Linked DNA regions of Zea mays: regions 2, 3 and 4 are each linked to region 1. The links are chromatin contacts, called in public Hi-C maps. All regions are on one chromosome and are shown on one strand. The core of a region is the stretch at or near the end of the contact, and the rest is flanking DNA. Distances in the headings are between cores, read along the strand shown.

Region 1 (3,984 bases), core at 937-3,436:
ATCAAAACTTCTTCTGAATCCCATCAACAGCCTCTTTAGCTATTCATGTACTTTAAAGTTGGCCTACTTTTCAAGTTTTGAAAATTTTTAAAGGTGTCGCTCAACACAACCAAAATTGATATTATTTGATATTCCAATTCTCTTGTATGAATCGTCAACCCGGTGCATGTGCTCCCACTTGTGTGGGGGGTCCAGGTAAGGATCGGACCATTTGAGCCTATAGTATGCAGCCTTCCCCTGCGTTTGCAAGAGGCTGTTTCCACGAGTCTAACCCGCACCGCAACCTCCTGGTCACAAAACATCGCTTTACCACTGCGCCAAGGCTCCCCTTTTATTATGTACACATGTACTGTTGTATTAAATAAATGGCAACCTGCGGCAGTATACATGTATATGAATCACATACTAGTTCCACCTTCCACTGTATCCAGGCAAACTAATCTAAAACATTTCAGTTGATAAGGCTCTATCGTCACTTGCATAAGTGGAAGCTTACAGAAAGAAACAAAATTCTGTAATGGCTGAAAGTAAAGAGCACAGGGATAATTCTTTTACATGGGGCTACCTCTGGTTAATAAGTGTCCGCAACCTAGAAGTCTTCAGGCTGGGAAATTGTAGTTTGTCACGGAACAAGGGATTAGCTTCAATCAGCTTCTTCAGCTCAGCAAGCATTATTTGTCTTGCAGATTTTGTATCACCATACTTCGAGAGCTGCTCATTTTCCCTAATAACAAGGAAAATCAGAAATCAGTCGCTGAGCAATACAGAAACAGCTAAAAGCCATGATAATAATGATGCATACAAAAAACAAGGCTGGCCAGTCAGCTCTTTACCTAAAATTCTCCAAGGTTAGAAGCTGTGTGATCTCCTTGAACAACTCCTCATTGAAGGATGCAAAGACCTTAAGGTCCTTGACCAAGATTTCAACAGCCTTTGACCGATCATGCCTGATATGAAAGCAAAGAAACCCCTGGTCAGAAAGGCACTCCACTCAAGTGCCATAAACAATGCTGCACAATCCCTCTCTACTTACTTATCAAGAGCCTCCAGATACTTCTGCTTCCGGATCTCAAAGAATATCTTCATGGAGTAGCGGTTATCGTCAACCTTGGTGAATCCACCAAGGTAGCGCTCCACCTCATCCCAATTCCCATTGAGGACTTCGTCCTCAAAGTACTTTATGTTGAAATAGAATCCGGACTCCTGCTCGAGCCTGAACAGCAACAGGAGCGACAACTGAGCAAGAAATAGACACTAAAGACAAGTCCATTTTCACCTTTGATTCAAATCACTCACTTGTGGACTGTCTCTTTGAATTTTTCCTCATCGAGGAACTGCAGGATGAGGAAGACCAGCTCACGGCTGAGCGATGTCATCCTCCCTCTTCCGCCTCACCCACGTGGAGGCGGATGCTCCTAGGGTCGTACCCTATAGTGTCTCTCTGCACAGTACCAGGGCGCAGTCAAGAGTAGAGCTCCCCCGCTTCTCCCCCGGAGAATTAGGATCTGATTGCCCATGGCGAGCGAGAGATCTCCCACGACAAATAAATCTCAGAGGAAAAAAACATCGAAGCAAGTTAGGGTTCCTTACCGCAACCCTAGGCCCGGACGGATCGCCGCACCACGCCTATGCAGTGGAAACCGAGGCGTCGGGGCGGGACAAGGGCGGCCAGAGGTCGTCCTTTTAGGTGGAAGGGGAAGCTGGCGGCGGGGTCGGCGGCGACGGAGCGGACCAGCAGCAGAGAGAGAAGATGCGGTGCGATCGAGGCTTCGAGGTCTAGCGCAGGTCCAGGCCTGACATGGTGAGCCCGGAAGCCCAGAACGGTTTAGTACTAATAGCGCTGCTTTCCCAAGAAATGTCTTCCATCGGAGAAGAGAGAGAGAAAATCCAAAGCCATGGCAGCCTTGTGAGCAGAAATTTCAAAACTGGGAAAGGGCACGGAACTCCACGGAACCGCGTAAAGATTTTGCCATAATTTTTACTCAGCTTCAGATCTGTAAAACATAAACAGCGAAAACCTACATGCATCTAAAATTAGACGGGGAAGTATGGCGATCACCTAGAAGATCTCGATCAATCCGATCTCGCCGTGCGAACTGCTGCCAGCGCGCCGCCGGCGACGATCCTTGATGCAGTTGATCAGCACGGACCACGGAGCCGCCTGGTAGAGGAAGATGAAATCACTATCGAACCAGGTTGGGGAGTATAAACTGTTCGGACACCGAGTTAGCGATTATCTTTAATTTATAGGCTTTATTATGTCTGATATGCACGGTGGCTTATCGATCTGCTTATCTCGTTATTGTCTGTGATCTGTGATAAGTGCATGGGATGTGAGAGACAGCGGTGGGCCTGCGGGTGCGGGGGATATGGCCATTGAGGCGCGGAATGCTGGAATAGCTTTTACTCGTTGTATTTAGAATATTTATTTGGAAATATAAAATTTTTAAGAGAGTGCTTAATACAATAGAGCTAATAGTTAGTTGTTAAAATTAGTTAAAAACATTTAAATAGTCTAACTAATAATTCAGTTATTAGCTCCTTTTATCAAATTAGATAATAGTCAGGTGGCTATTTATTAGTTGTTAATTCTACTATCAATATTTAGAGAGGACATATCCTGTGCAATCACTCATTTTGGTGCAAGCGTGTAATCAAACTATACAGAGCATCAAATCTAGATCCAACGGTTTTATATGGAAGGGGTTAAAAGTAAAATAGGTACTATGTTTTAGGTGGAAGAAGTTAAATATAAAATAACAGTCATCATTAGATCTAGATCAGATGCACCAGATCGCTTGATTGTATGCTTGCATCAGGATAAGTGATTGCATAGGATATTTTCCCATATTTAGACAATTAACTATTAACTCTGGTGCATTTAAGTACCCCATAAGTATAGATCAAACAACTTGAAGTGATAAAATGAATCAAAAATTGATAAATCATGATATTTTTAATAAAATAAGTGGTCAAAGTTTTAAAAAAACAACGACGTTATATATTTGTGAACGGATGGAGTAGTTAGTTGGATAAAAATTGCTAGTTGAATTAGCTAGCCAGTTATTAGAGCATCTCAAAAAACTCTTCGTTTTTGGCTCTTTATTGATCTTTTCATAAAAATTACACTCTATATGTAGCATCTCACTCCAAGTGACTATCTATCTAGTTTGACTAGTAAGGTGACTAACCAAATTTGGCTACTAAGGGAGCTAATTTGGAAAGTCGAATAGATTGTCGAGTTAGATAGCTAGTCTATTGTAGAGTTATTTTGTTGTTGAGTAGCCAAAATTTGTCTTGGCGAGCCATTTGGCTAATTTGTTGGAGATGCTCTTAGCTAATTTGCTAAAAGTAGCTAACGGCTGAACTATTAGCTATATTGTTTGGATGTCTTCACCAATTTTAATAGCTAACTATTAACTCTAGTGCATTCAAAATGACCTTTGTTATATATTTGGTTTAGATGTGACATAAAAAACTAGCAAAGTACTTGTGTTGTCACAATTTTCATTCATGTTTAAATATAGGGTATAAACATAGACATATGAGTTCTCTTGACTAGATGGTTGTGAATGTAGGTTTGGAACCAACAACTATGGTTCAAATCAACTTTAAAAATTAATGCTTATATAGTAGAATATATAGAAGAGATTTATGTATAATTATAGTTGTAGTGGTTTCCAAAACCGAGAATAATAAGATTTTGTGTTCGATGGGGATGCTAGCACGGACTCACTCCGAACGGTGAGTCATAGAGACTCGAATGTGGGGTTGAGACAGAGGGTTTATACAAGTTCAGGCTCACGTCCAAGTCCAGTGTAGTAATGATCGTAGTATTGCTTTGAGGCGTGTTACAATAGGTGTGCTCGTGTGTCGGAGGAAGAAGCGTCCTCCTCTTTATATATCAAGGGAGAAGATTTACAGTGGAGTCTCGCTTTTTACGAGAAAAGACAAAGTGAAAGGGAAATAGGGTCAAACCTTTTC
Region 2 (4,018 bases), core at 717-3,216, 510 kb after region 1:
CAAGAAAGTGTTGACAGATGAAGGAAAAACAAAGCGCCCAAGAATGATAACTAGAGTTGGTTGCAAAGCTATGATTGTAGTGAAAAAGATGAACTCTGGAAAGTGGATGGTTTCGAAATTTGAGAAGGAGCATAATCATTCGCTGTCATATTCTAAAATGGTCCCTAGTACCTCAAACATTACTTCTGGAGAAATTGTCGATTTAGCTGCAAAGGGTGCACATCCTAGTGAAGTAAAAAATGAAGGATACAGTGCAGGAACCCAATGTAATCCTGCAGATTCCCTCACTATACTTTATAACAACTTATGCCAGGAGGCCATAAAATTTGCAAAAGAAGGTTCAGTCACAGAAGAAATTTACCATGTGGCAGTTTCTGCCTTAAAAGAGGCTGCAGAAAAGGTTGCTGAAGTCAAAAGGAGTCGTCCAACATTGTCACATTGTGGTTTCGTTAGAGAAAGCAAACATGATGTCTTACAGGAGAAAAGTATGAGTGCTTTGCAATGTTCAAATCAGGTTGAACTGACAAGAACATCTCCTGGGTCCAGGCCTCTTCAAGATTCTGCATCAAATCTTCTGCTGATACCAACCGACATTTTGACTGATTCAAGGTTATATAGCGGTGTCGATACTGCTCCTCTAACAGGAGGTTTCCCCACAAATGGTAAATATGCTATGGTAATGATCAATTAATCAAATGCCTTTATACAACTATTGTTTTCTTCATGACTTGCTTATTCCATCAAACAGAGAGTGAAAGTACACATGCATCAGAAAGTTCTTTTATGCATTTTAAGAACACAAAGAAAACCTCTTCAGAAAAATCTCAGGTAAGTTGTTACATGCTTACTTATGTCCTTTGCATGGATCCAGCATTTTTTGGTATTTCATTTTGGACCAGAAGATGCTTATTTGTTGCTGGAACCACAGAACACTTGTTTTAATCAACTCATCCATGGAAAGGAGCAAGGTATCCATGGATCTTCTAAAGATACCATGGTTGCTATTCCTGCGATACCTCTTGCACTGTGCATGCCTGTGACGCAGAGCTTACCTGGATCTTCTACAGGTATCTCTAATCAACTCAGGCTTCTTGATAGCACCATGTCAATAGCTCAATTCCTTCTCCATTGCTGTATGAGTTTGAAAGCTTTTAAATGGCTTATCTGTTGATTACTTCCATGCTCTGCTGTTGCAAATTAAACTGAACATATTACCATGGAAGGTTTAGAACGGTTTATTATATATACAAATGGTTATATTCAGCATTTTTTGTGACCAGAAGAATTTCCAGATTTTTAGTCCAATGTATACATATGCGTGCAGTGGTTCTTGAAAGTAGCCCATTGCTTCAATTATTTCAGATCTGTGTTGACGTTCCCATAATCCCATTGTGCACTTCTATTAGGACAATTGATGCATTGTGTCACCATCTGAACCCCAATTGTTTTGTTCAATTCAGATTCCAACAGTTTTATTTGTTTAGCAAGCATAGGACTAAGGTTAATACAAGATGGCCAGTGGAAAATTTAGCACATTGATGGATCGTTATCTGCCATTAGAGTACTATTCTGATACCTGTTCATTTTTCCTGGATCACAGAAGGACCATATAGATTGTTGGCTGCACCTATTGAAGCAGTTCCAATTTCATACTGCCCTGCAGAACCCATAAGACAGACACAAAAAGGTATTTGTGCTTTAGGTCCATTTGGAGGTGTTCTGTCTGAACTGAAGAACCAAGGAACAGTCCCCAAATCTATAGTTCATGCTACAGCTCTTGCTTGTGGTGCTCGTGCTGTTCCTCTTGAAGATGCAGCTTCGCTTATTAGTGCCATTGAATCCAAAATCAGATCTGGAGGGGCCATAATAGCGAAACTTCCTTCAAACAACCTAGCACCTCTAGTTCCTCCAGCCATTGCTATGTCATCTTCTAGTGAAGATGACGAGGAGCATGACCACAGTGAGCCCTCGCAATGATCGATGTCGATCGCAACGTTAATCATCAGAGCTCCAACGCGATGAAGCTTCAGAGGGAGCTATCGGAGTTCGAAACTGAAGCTGGCAACTGACCTGGTCTGAAGACGAAAGAAAATGATCATACTGATTGCTAACATACGCGAAGTGAAGGACTGAAGTTGTTCTAAAGATCAAAGCTTCCCTGAAAGGTGGCAGATCTATTCTATGATTTGAGACATTTTTTAAAAGATTGGATTAGGATTGTAGTCACTTGTTTCTGTTGAGTTTATATTGTAATCAGATTAACTCAAGTTAATACCTCCAGTGGAGAATTGTAGAAAGGAGTAACCATGCTATGTACATGTCTTCTGCATAAAAGAAAGGCGATAGAGTTTAAAATCCAGCTGTGCTAAACATGATGTTCATAACCTGAGGCACCCGTGTAAAACTACTAGCGCCTACCACATTGGGATTGGGGTACAGTATTCAGACAAGGTCGCTTTCAATCCTCTCATCAACAAAATATATTGATCCTAGAAAAAAAGTCAGTTAGGTGTAGACTGCGGATGTGAATGTGAAAACAAAAAGGTTTGTAGTTATATCAAAGTCAACCTCGCAGGCTGCAGCGTCACCTCTTGGGGCTAGTTCGGCAACTCCATTTTCTCAAAGAATTCTTATTTTTTTAAAGAAAAGTAAACTAATTTACATTGGGAAAATGAAAAACCTTAAAAAAATAGGGTTACCAAACTCTAGCCCTTAAACTGAATTATCACTCGCTGAACTTGAGCTCTTAAGACCAACAGCCGCCCAGGTATGCTCGTGCCATGGCATCACATTGAATGAAAGGAAAGTTCATATAGCATGCGAGTTCTTGTTGTTTTGTCCAAGCAGTGTGGCCGCCATTTGTTGGCAAATGATTTTCAATCCGTTCATGGTTCAACTGAACTTCAATGGATTTACACAGCGTCATGTCTCAACTAGTCAATGTGGCACTTCCATGTTGTGTTCGAGAAGAGGCATGAGATAATGAGATATTGAGCACATGGGTCCAATGACACCAATATGGAGCTTTTCGTACCGATGGCCTCAAACTATGACAGTTCCAGGCAGAATCAATTGCTACTCTCCTGCCATGACACACACACACACACACCGAACCAATGGTGATTGCGATCAAGCTGTTTCGTATTCAAATTCAGAAACCAGAGAGAGTACAGGGGGCAAGATACAAGCACACGCAAACTTTTCCCAACAAGCTGATAGAACAGACCAACCTTAGATAGACTGTGCATATGGTTGTGTAAAGCATTGTTTTGAACTACACGCTTACAGAATAGAATTTGAAATAGAATATGATAGCTGCTTGAGACAGGCAGACAGCCTTATAGATAACAACACCAGACGCACCCATGACAATACCCAGCTAATCTATTACTATGTTGGCTCATCGATCCAACACCTTTTTTTTCGTCGTCGTCGTCGTAATCATCTTCACACGCACCCACGCACGCACGCCATCGTTTTATTCATCCGGATCCATTGCTTTAGTTCAGAAGTTGGGGCCTGCGGCGAGGATCTCGTCAGTCAGGCTGCTGTCGTCCCCGATCTTGTAGCTGGCGAACACCTCGAAGTTCTTCTTGAAGAGCCCGCCGAGCCTCAGGAGATTCTCCTTGTACGCGGCCTTGTCCGTCCACTGCATATATACAGCATTTGTCAAGTTCGAGATTGGTCAGTGTTCTGTTCTATTATCAACAGGGTGTATAGTTCAAGATGACTGATGAAGCGAGCTCGTGAGGTGAGACTCAGAGCATACGGTGTTGATCGGGTCGAGGATTTCCGACGGCACGCCGTTGATCTCAGTGGGGATCTCCAGGCCAAACACCTCGGTCTTCTGGTAGTTGGCGGTGAGGAGCTCGCCGGAGTGGATGGCGTCGATGATCTTTCTGGTGTAGGGAAGCCTGATCCTCTTGCCCACGCCGTACCTGACAAGCAAAAGCGACCGTCCCACAATGAAACCTACGGTTTCCCATACCGAACACGAGCTGTGTGCAACTGCCGGAAG
Region 3 (4,064 bases), core at 1,312-3,811, 260 kb after region 1:
ATAGTCAAGATGCAGGGTTTGTCTCATGCAGTCATGCTATAAAAAGGGGCGTACCCAGTGCCGTAGGCTTCCCGCACTGTGCGGGGTCTGGGGAAGGGTATCTTTAAGCGCCAAGCCTTACCCGCATAATATGCAGAGGCTGGGGCTCGAACCCGGGACCTTCCGGTTACAGACGGTAGGCTCTACCGCTGCAGTCATGCTATAAAGATAGGTGAATATCCTATTTCATACATAGCTGTGCAGCTTTTAGCACAAAGCACTACAACTAAAAACTATGTAAAAGTATTATTATATTTGAACATAGGGTAACGTAGTTAAGTAAGGAGTTGTGATCATATATTATTATGAAAGCTACAATTCTAGAAACAATGCAATCAATACAGATGAAGAGATTCTCCTGCCATTAAAAATTAGGACACCATTAAACTGTAATCTTTAGAATAAATTAAAACATATAAGTGGCAACAACAATAAATACCAACTTCGAACAAACAACCGACATGTTGCGAAAATAGTAGCACTCAAAATGTTGCAAAATGGTTATGAAACATAAGAATTAATGCTAAAGCAAGTCTTATAGCTTTGACACTATAGTAACTAGTAATGCTGCCCTACAACACCTGAGGTTGTTGAAAAGGTCAGGTATTTAGTACATGCCTGGTAATGAAGAAAATATTTAAATGCAGGGCCAATCAAGTTAAGAATCAATGAAAATGAAATGATACACGAGAAGAAAAGTGATATATATTAGCGCATACACAATCTATAATGCTAATTGCTTATTGCTGACAATTCATTTGATAGCAGGGCATCTAGTGTAAACTCGACGGTTGACATCAAAATTTCAAAAAAAATTACCGAGAAAAGATCTCCAATCAAGTTCCATGGCAGACTCATCATACAGGTATAGAGCATAGAACTTATGCAGACGGTCATATCTAGAGCTAGAATACTGCAAAGTCCTTTGCACAGGCTAACACTAATCTACTAACAAGGATAGATAGATACTTGGATTGGGAAAAGAGGAGAAGCTACAGGTCTCTCTAGTTTAATGCCAAACAAAATTTGTTGGATTATATAATCTGGACAACTTATAATCCCAAACAAACACCACCTAAGGCAATACTATGATAGTTTAATGCGTAATGGAGAACTTATTGTTGGGTTGTATGCCTCCATAAAGAACAAGTCTCTAAGAGGGAAAGGGTACTCCCTTTATATAGTTCTCTCTAGTTTCTTTTGTTCATTACAACAAACAGAATTTTCAGTCAACAAATAAACAAAGGTCAACGAAAACTAAAACAGGTCTCCAACCTCAAGGACTGAAAGCATTACCAACACAAGAGACAGATTCCTCAAACCATCAACATCATTATATCAATATACAAAGCAAAGCAATATGCATCTATACACAAAACAAAACAATATAGATTGCAGCAATTCCATACATGTCCTAGTAAAGTACTCCCTCCATTCCAAATTTTAAGACGTTTTGGCTTTTCAACATACATTGATGTTATTGTGTATCTAAACATAGTGTACATCAAAGCGCGTAGCAAAAACCATGTATCTAGAAAAGTCAAAACGTCAAATACTTTGGAACAAATGGAATAGATACCAGGGAAGGAGATTCACATGCAAACATGAAATACAAATTAGAATACAACATGTTTGATGTTAAGTGGACTGAATGAGTGAATAATCACCTGCCAGCGACCGTGGCGTCAAAGGTGAAGGCAACGAGGAAGTGGCCAGGGCACTCTTCATCAGGCTCGATCCTAAGCGTCTCCTTCTTAAGGTTGACGTCGTTGCGGATAGTGACGGCCTTCTGGTGCTCAACGTAGGGAGTGGGCATAGGCAGATGTTGTCCGTAGGAGGGATACCGCCCAGCCCAGCCAGGGTAGTGGTGGGGGTGGGTGAGGGGCGGGGGCGGGAACTCGCCGGGGGCGGCGGTGGGTGGCCTGTGGTGGTGGTCGTACGGCGCCGGAAGGGGCACCGGCACGGATGGTGGTGGTGGTGGGTAGTAGTTCCCGTACTGCGGGTAGTACTGCGGCGGGTTGGGGTTAGGGTACTGGGGCGGGTACGGCGTGGCGGCCGCGAACACGTAGCGGTTGGCCGCAGTCTCCTGCGGCTGGTGAGGCGGCGGCGCCTGGTGGTGGTGGCCGTGGCCGGAGCTCCGACGGCGGTGACCAGCGGCAGCGCCTCCACCGTTGCTACCCGCGTTGCCCATCCTCTTGCGTAGATCGATGCGGATAGCGCGGGAAAGGCCTCAGAGTTGGATCTTGAGGCCTGAGTGCACCGGAATTGCAAACAGCCTTTTCTGCTCTTGAGAAAACTCGCACAAATAAACCAAAAGAAATCGGGGGGTGGGGTGGGGGTGGGGGTGGGAGGAGGCTCGCGAAGAACTCCGGCTCCCAAGATCACAAGCTCAAAGGGGAGCGGGATGCAATTGGATCCTCGCGCAAGCCTAGATCGACGCACAAACCTGGGAATGGTTCGAGCGATTCGATTGGAGTTGAGGGGAGGAAAGGAGGAGACGATAAGGAAGTGGTCACGCTTCTTGCTTTTCCGCCTGTATTTTGGGCGTTATAATGGAGGGTTGCGCGGAAAGCACCACCACTGTCCTCCGTTGCTTTTCCGGTGGTTAAGATTTAGCACACGCAAAGAAAATGTAATTACCATGAGGTCCTCATCATTTTCTCCACATGCATGTTGTTTTTTACATGCATGCGCGACTTACGGCAAAAAAAATCTATCAACCGTGTGTGATCTTGTATTTGTATACTCCTATAGTCCTATTCCGACTGAAGCGCGAGTTGACATGGATTTTTTTTCGCTCTCAGTCTGAGGTATAGGACGAACTTCTAAAGAACCACGTGTGTAATATTGTGACCAAAGCGTTACTTACGCAGAAGGTAAAACAAATGTGGTTCTTAGCTCCAACAACATGACATATAAAAATGCTTTAGGTCTTGTTCGTTTGTGCCAGATTAGTGGGTGAGAACGATTCCTAACCGGATTGCTTCTCTAATTTATATAAACTTTGATTATCTGGAACGATTCCGGGTGCAATCCGACAGAAACGAACAGTGTCTTATAATTTAAAAATAAATATATTTTATAGAAGTTAGGGCCCAACAAAAATATTCTGCTTTAGTAATAACTAGTAACTGGCTCGCGTCTTGCGCGAGTAAGCATGTCACTGCTGTTCAATATCAGTTTTGTGTGAGTGTTGTTGGCCATTTTTTTTGGCTCTCGTCTTACGCAAGTCTTTAATTAATACACTTACATAATCAATAAATTATTGTTATAGATATGTAGGATGAATAAACACAGTTTTTTTATCTCCTGTTGCAGCATCAAGGCAAGGACCAATGTAAGCACATCACTGTTGTTCAATATCAGTTTTGTGTGAGTGTCGCTGGTTGACGAAAATATTTAATCTGGTCAACTCTTGGACATGTTTAGAACACATGGATTCTTGTCCTACATAATGCATGGATTAATTGAAGAAACACAATGTCCTGCTTTATTTCACACTGGACGACGCGATATACAGAATGCAATAAGTAGAAAAAACGATTTATTCTCCAACGACAATGATAGACTGGAGTACTGGACTGGACAGTCTTGACATCATCGAAAGACATATGTATGTTGAGATCAACAAAAGCAGAAGGCACCCAAGCTGTATTTCTGTGATGAAAATGGTGAACGCCTCAAAGAAATGGTAGCCAGATGCCTAGAACTATGTGATGTAGGGCTCAACCACCATGCTCTCTACGTCCTTCTTGATGGACTGGAACAGGACCGAGTTAATCGAAGCTTAGGAACATAACCTGCGTTGAGGAACAAATTGATTTTGATAATTCGAAAACCATTTCAAATCATGTCACCTCATGGAACCAAGAGGCTCTAGGCTCCACTGCTCCAGCAGACAGCGCGCTATTCAGGCGAGGCATTTCGCCGAACGCCTTCGGCTCATCTAACGTGGCTGGTGCACCTGACGTCAGCAAATAGAGAATGTATATACGTAGGTTCAAATAGGAGAAGGTAGCATATCA
Region 4 (4,387 bases), core at 34-2,533, 330 kb after region 1:
CGGCCGCCCACCGCATGTACGCCTTTCCGGGCGCCCCGTACGCCGAGTCGATGTTGCCGTATTCGTTCTCGATCTGCCACAGCCACGCCGTGCCCGGGTCAGGACGCACATGGCATGAACAGACACGGTAGCCAATTAAGCACGGGATGGACCTCAGGCCGGACCTGGGACAAGATGATGGGCCCGCCCTGCGACGCGTACAGCCCCGCCCCCTTCATGGTGTCCACCACCTTGGCTGTGAAGCGCTGCATCTCCGCCTTGAAAGGCTCGTTGTCGGTGCGGAACTTGATGCCGGGGATGAAGTGCAGCCACAGCGGGAAGCCTCTGCAGGGTGGTGATGAGGTGAGGGCAGGCCACTACTGAATTGAGTGAGGAGTGATGAGGTGAGGCTGCTGACCCGTAGTTCCACTCGGCGCAGACGTAGGGTCCGATGCGGAGGTGCACGTACAGGCCGGCGTCGGCGACGGTCTTGACGAACGCGGCCAGGTCCTTGCGGCCCTCGAAGTCGTACTGCCATGTCGGTGAACCTCGTTGCCGTCAGGCTTGGTGTAAAAAAAGAGAGGCAATAACAGCACGGCACGAGAAGCAAAGAAACAGGAGCAGGTGATTAAAGAGAATAAAGCATAGGGTGCAGAGGAAGCAAACGCCAACACCGACAGACGATGATGGCATGGCATGGCAGGAGCATAAGATTAGATGGTTAGGAAAAAGTAAATAGACGACGGAGAAGAGAAGGTATCACTGCAGAGAAGAATGAGAGCGCTGCGAGGTGGGTGATGAACTGATGATGTATGTATGTATTTGTACGTGCCTGTCCCCTCACGGGCTCGTGGATGTCCCAGAAGACGTAGGTCTCGATGACGTCCAGACCGCCGTCCTTGGCCTTCTGGATCAGCCCCGGCCACATCTGCCGACGACATGCCAACAGCGCGTCAGTACGTACACTCGCTGGGTGGGAGGGGGCGTGGAGTAATAGAGAAAGAGAGAGGAAGTATGCCCACGTCGGGTGTGCTCCGCGGATAGTGGATGGAGCCGGAGACGAGCACGCGCCGCACGCCGTCGATGACCAGCGCGCGGTGGTCGTACGTCACGTTGGCCGCCCGCGCGCCGCCCGCGATGCAGAGCAGCAGCAGCAGCGCCGCCGCGGCGGCAGGAAGAATCCGCGCGGTGCCCGCCATTGCCGCCCACGGGACAGGGAATGAAAGGAGAGGAGAGGGGAGGGGAGGAGAGGCGAGGAAACGAACAAAGATCACCGCCTCCGCCTCCGGGACTTGGCGCGTTCGGTGTACTAGCTAAAGCCTAAAGGCAAAGCTTCGCACCGCCCGGGTATTAGTAGTAGCTGGAGCCTGGAGGTGGAGTGAGCGATGAGCGCGGGGAGGAGTTGCTCGCTACGTGGTGGGGGCGGCACGCCAGGGGAAGGAAAATTAAGAAAAAGGAAAACTCCCCGCGCGGGAGGGCCTGGACTGGCCGGCCGGCCGGCCGCTGGGGGATCGACCTGGCGGCCACGGGACGACGGGGCTCTGCCGCTCTGGATGCACTGCACTGACTGCTGCCGATCCGGATCCGATCCGATCGCTTTCTGGCGTTGTTTCTTTGCCGCGCGGCGTGTTGTGGCGGTGGGCGTGGGAGATGGGGGTCGTGGATGCTATGCAGCCTATGCTCCTCCTGAGTGCGCCAGCGCGCGGCGCGCCGTGGTTAAAATAAGGCCCTCTGGGGGGCAAGCAAAAAGAGGGCCGCCGCTACTCGCAAGCAACAGCAAATGCTGGCGCTGTGTGGGATGGATGGAGCAGGGCCAAGTCTGCTTGGCTGCTGCGGCGAGAAGGAGAAGAAATGGAGGAGAGGGAGACGGCCAGTACGAAGTTGATGGTGGCGCGCGCGATGGTTGGGTGGTACACACGGCGTGGGTGCCTGCCACATCTTTATTGCTCGCACTCGCACTCGCACTCGCACACACCCGCAGTGACGCTGTCCGCTCCCCGCCGCATGTGTCGTCCGCGCACCGCATTCGTGTGGCCTCTCGCGTTCGCAATCGCAAGAATAAATAAATCGGGTTGAAAATGGGAAGAGAGAACCCGATCGCGGTCCAAGCTCTCGGCTCGGTGCCGCTGCCGCCGGCCGAGTGGTCCACCGACAGACACGGGTCGTGAGCCGTGACCGACCGGCGTTGTCGCTTGTCTACCTTGCTCTGCCCTCTGCGCCGCGGAGCGCTCTACTACTGTGCTAGCACTAGTTTGGTGGGTCCTAAAGTAAAAAAAAAACGAACCGGACGGCGCTGTCTCGCTGATTTGATACCATTAAACTAAATAAATATTTGTCAATTTTACCGTGAATAAAGCTGATAAATGTATATACTATTGGTACGTACGATGAAAATAAAAGTTCTGTTTATGTTGATGATATGCCAAATTTTGTAACTGATCTTAATATGATAAAGCAAAACAGCAAAGTACCTTTTACCCAATGGTTTTGAAATAAAATATTGACAATAAAAAATGATGTTATTCTTAATAGCAAGCAGCCGATAGAAAACGATGGAGTTACACTTGGTGAGAGAAGATAATGGTGGGTTTACACATGTGCAATCTCATTACGCACAAAAAGTTTTTGAGTCGTTTTGAGTTTTGTGACTGTCAACCTGCTCTTGCACCTTATGATCCTACTGTGTTATTAAGTAAAAAAAAGCAAAGAATAGCATGGATCAATTGAGTTATTCACTACAAGGTTTAGCCATTTTCTGTGTCGAATTCAGAAGATGATCACTAACGTACACTCGAGAGAGTAGTGTGTTATTTAAAATGTACAATGAGCTATGACATTCACTGCACCGAGTACCCGAGGATACTAGAGGGATTATGATACAAACTAGTTATCTGATGTTGGTGGCATTGTTTCGTGAAAGTCTTTCAAGCGGACCATTTTACGAGGTCAAACACACAAGCAGAATTCCGTATTAGATACCCGTAGTTCAATTCACCAAGGGTCTATCAGGTAATGTGATGGATTGTGCATCAAGTGAGATGGGCTTGAGGCCCACATGAAGTTTATATTAGTGGTGATTTGTCCTATGTGGTAGGAGACCTCGTGAAGTTGGATGACGAAACAAGATAAAGGGAAATAAATATTATGATTGTGGGCATATAAGATTAACCTGTCGATATTTTCACTAAGCCACTTGATGGAGCAAGATTTTTGCAAACTTGAAAATGTACGAAATATCTCTGACTTCTCCAACATGAGTTGACTCCAAACCATATGATTATTATGCCTCTCCTTCAACCACTCAAGACAACATGGATTGATCATATGCATCCATATCTTACTAGTATGTGATTACTGCATATAGGCATATTCTAGGTCATTCATTGCAAATAAAATGAATTTAAAGTATATACCATATCACGGTTCCTTCTATGCTTGATCGTACCTAGTGATATTATATAAGTTGTTCATGAGTAAGTAACCATAGTGCTTAAACTAAAAATATAAGCTACTAAGTGTCTAAATCAACTTCGACAAGATGACCATTGCAAAATGTGTGAAGAAGCTTGAAGAAGAACAATGCGTACATAGTTTGATTCTGTAACACCCGGTTTTAAAGGACAAAGCCGGGTGCATCTCATACATGCGCCAAGAAGACAACATATATAATAACAGAGTGTATAGAGATAAATGTCATAAATCATCAGAGTATTTATTACATAGCGGAAGACTTATTACAAAATAAAGGAATAAATGTAAAACGAACTAAGGATCGTCGGCGCCAATGTCGACCGAGACACGCCACCTAGATCAGATCGAACTCCTCAGTGTTAGGCGGCTCCTCTTCGACCACCTGTTCTTCTCCTGTGGGGGGGTGTGAGACAGCAAGAGTGAGCTCACATACGTTCATCGCTCAACAAGTTGTGGGGAATAATGTGGCATGAACTCACCAAAGGTGGGAGTTCATGTAGTGTAAGGCTGATCAATGAAATAGAGGTTGAGGCTGAGCATTGCTTTTATAAGTTGGTCAAAATTTTATTAGCAATTACTAAGTGTAAGTAAATACCAAACCTTAATAATAATAAAGAACAGTAATAGTAAAATAATCCCAAATGCGATGCAAATGTCAAATTGAATTTAAGTTCCATATTTAATCATGTGAGGGTCCGAGCCGCTCATGACCGTGAGCACGACTAGTATACTAGTTTTACACTCTGCAGAGGTTGCGCATCTTTACCCACAAGTCGTGTATCCCATGTCGCCTGGGTTTGCAAGGCCCTTAGACACTACCGAGGTGAATGGCTAGGGATCCACTACGAGGCCTTTACAAAGTTCCACTAGCTTCCGAAAACCCGCTACAGTTTATAGGAAGATCCAGTACAGGGTTCCTGGCTGATAGCCATCGCAG

What was found. A called contact is a pair of places that touch in the nucleus more often than the background predicts.
Region 2: a contact with region 1 is called in a Hi-C map of root tip, with 2.9 times the contacts expected there. The contact joins the enhancer-like site here to the promoter of LOC100276114 in region 1. A contact is called at or near these places in 2 of 25 Hi-C or Micro-C datasets (root tip and tassel).
Region 3: a Hi-C map of endosperm shows a contact between it and region 1, with 4 times the contacts expected there. The contact joins the promoter of LOC103633744 here to the promoter of LOC100276114 in region 1. A contact is called at or near these places in 2 of 25 Hi-C or Micro-C datasets (ear and endosperm).
Region 4: a contact with region 1 is called in a Hi-C map of tassel, with 2.8 times the contacts expected there. The contact joins the promoter of LOC100279948 here to the promoter of LOC100276114 in region 1. A contact is called at or near these places in 2 of 25 Hi-C or Micro-C datasets (ear and tassel).

The regions. Positions count from the first base shown.
Region 1 is chr1:35,180,219-35,184,202 of Zm-B73-REFERENCE-NAM-5.0, forward strand. LOC100276114 (topless-related2) reads right to left here and starts at 2,187. Exons shown (of 28, transcript NM_001319213.1): 1 at 2,060-2,187; 2 at 1,591-1,793; 3 at 1,297-1,441; 4 at 1,034-1,213; 5 at 834-947; 6 at 566-724. The coding sequence starts at 1,376.
Region 2 is chr1:35,689,010-35,693,027 of Zm-B73-REFERENCE-NAM-5.0, forward strand. It overlaps LOC541622 (phosphoenolpyruvate carboxykinase), which reads right to left. Exons shown (of 11, transcript NM_001348550.1): 10 at 3,770-3,938; 11 at 3,215-3,649. The coding sequence ends at 3,506. It also overlaps the pseudogene LOC103633754. Among protein-coding and RNA genes, the nearest start is that of LOC541622, 5.4 kb to the right of the region's middle. Within about 2 kb of position 1,967, at least 2 of the 20 cell types and tissues checked have an H3K27ac peak or open chromatin away from gene starts, as enhancers often do. A contact at or near this core is called in root tip, where this site is marked.
Region 3 is chr1:35,442,353-35,446,416 of Zm-B73-REFERENCE-NAM-5.0, forward strand. It overlaps LOC103633744 (probable E3 ubiquitin-protein ligase LUL2), which reads right to left and starts at 2,562. Exons shown (of 3, transcript NM_001347003.1): 1 at 1,707-2,562. The coding sequence starts at 2,230.
Region 4 is chr1:35,514,399-35,518,785 of Zm-B73-REFERENCE-NAM-5.0, forward strand. It overlaps LOC100279948 (beta-galactosidase), which reads right to left and starts at 1,284. Exons shown (of 17, transcript NM_001152898.1): 1 at 1,002-1,284; 2 at 812-907; 3 at 398-510; 4 at 165-324; 5 at 1-73. The coding sequence starts at 1,178.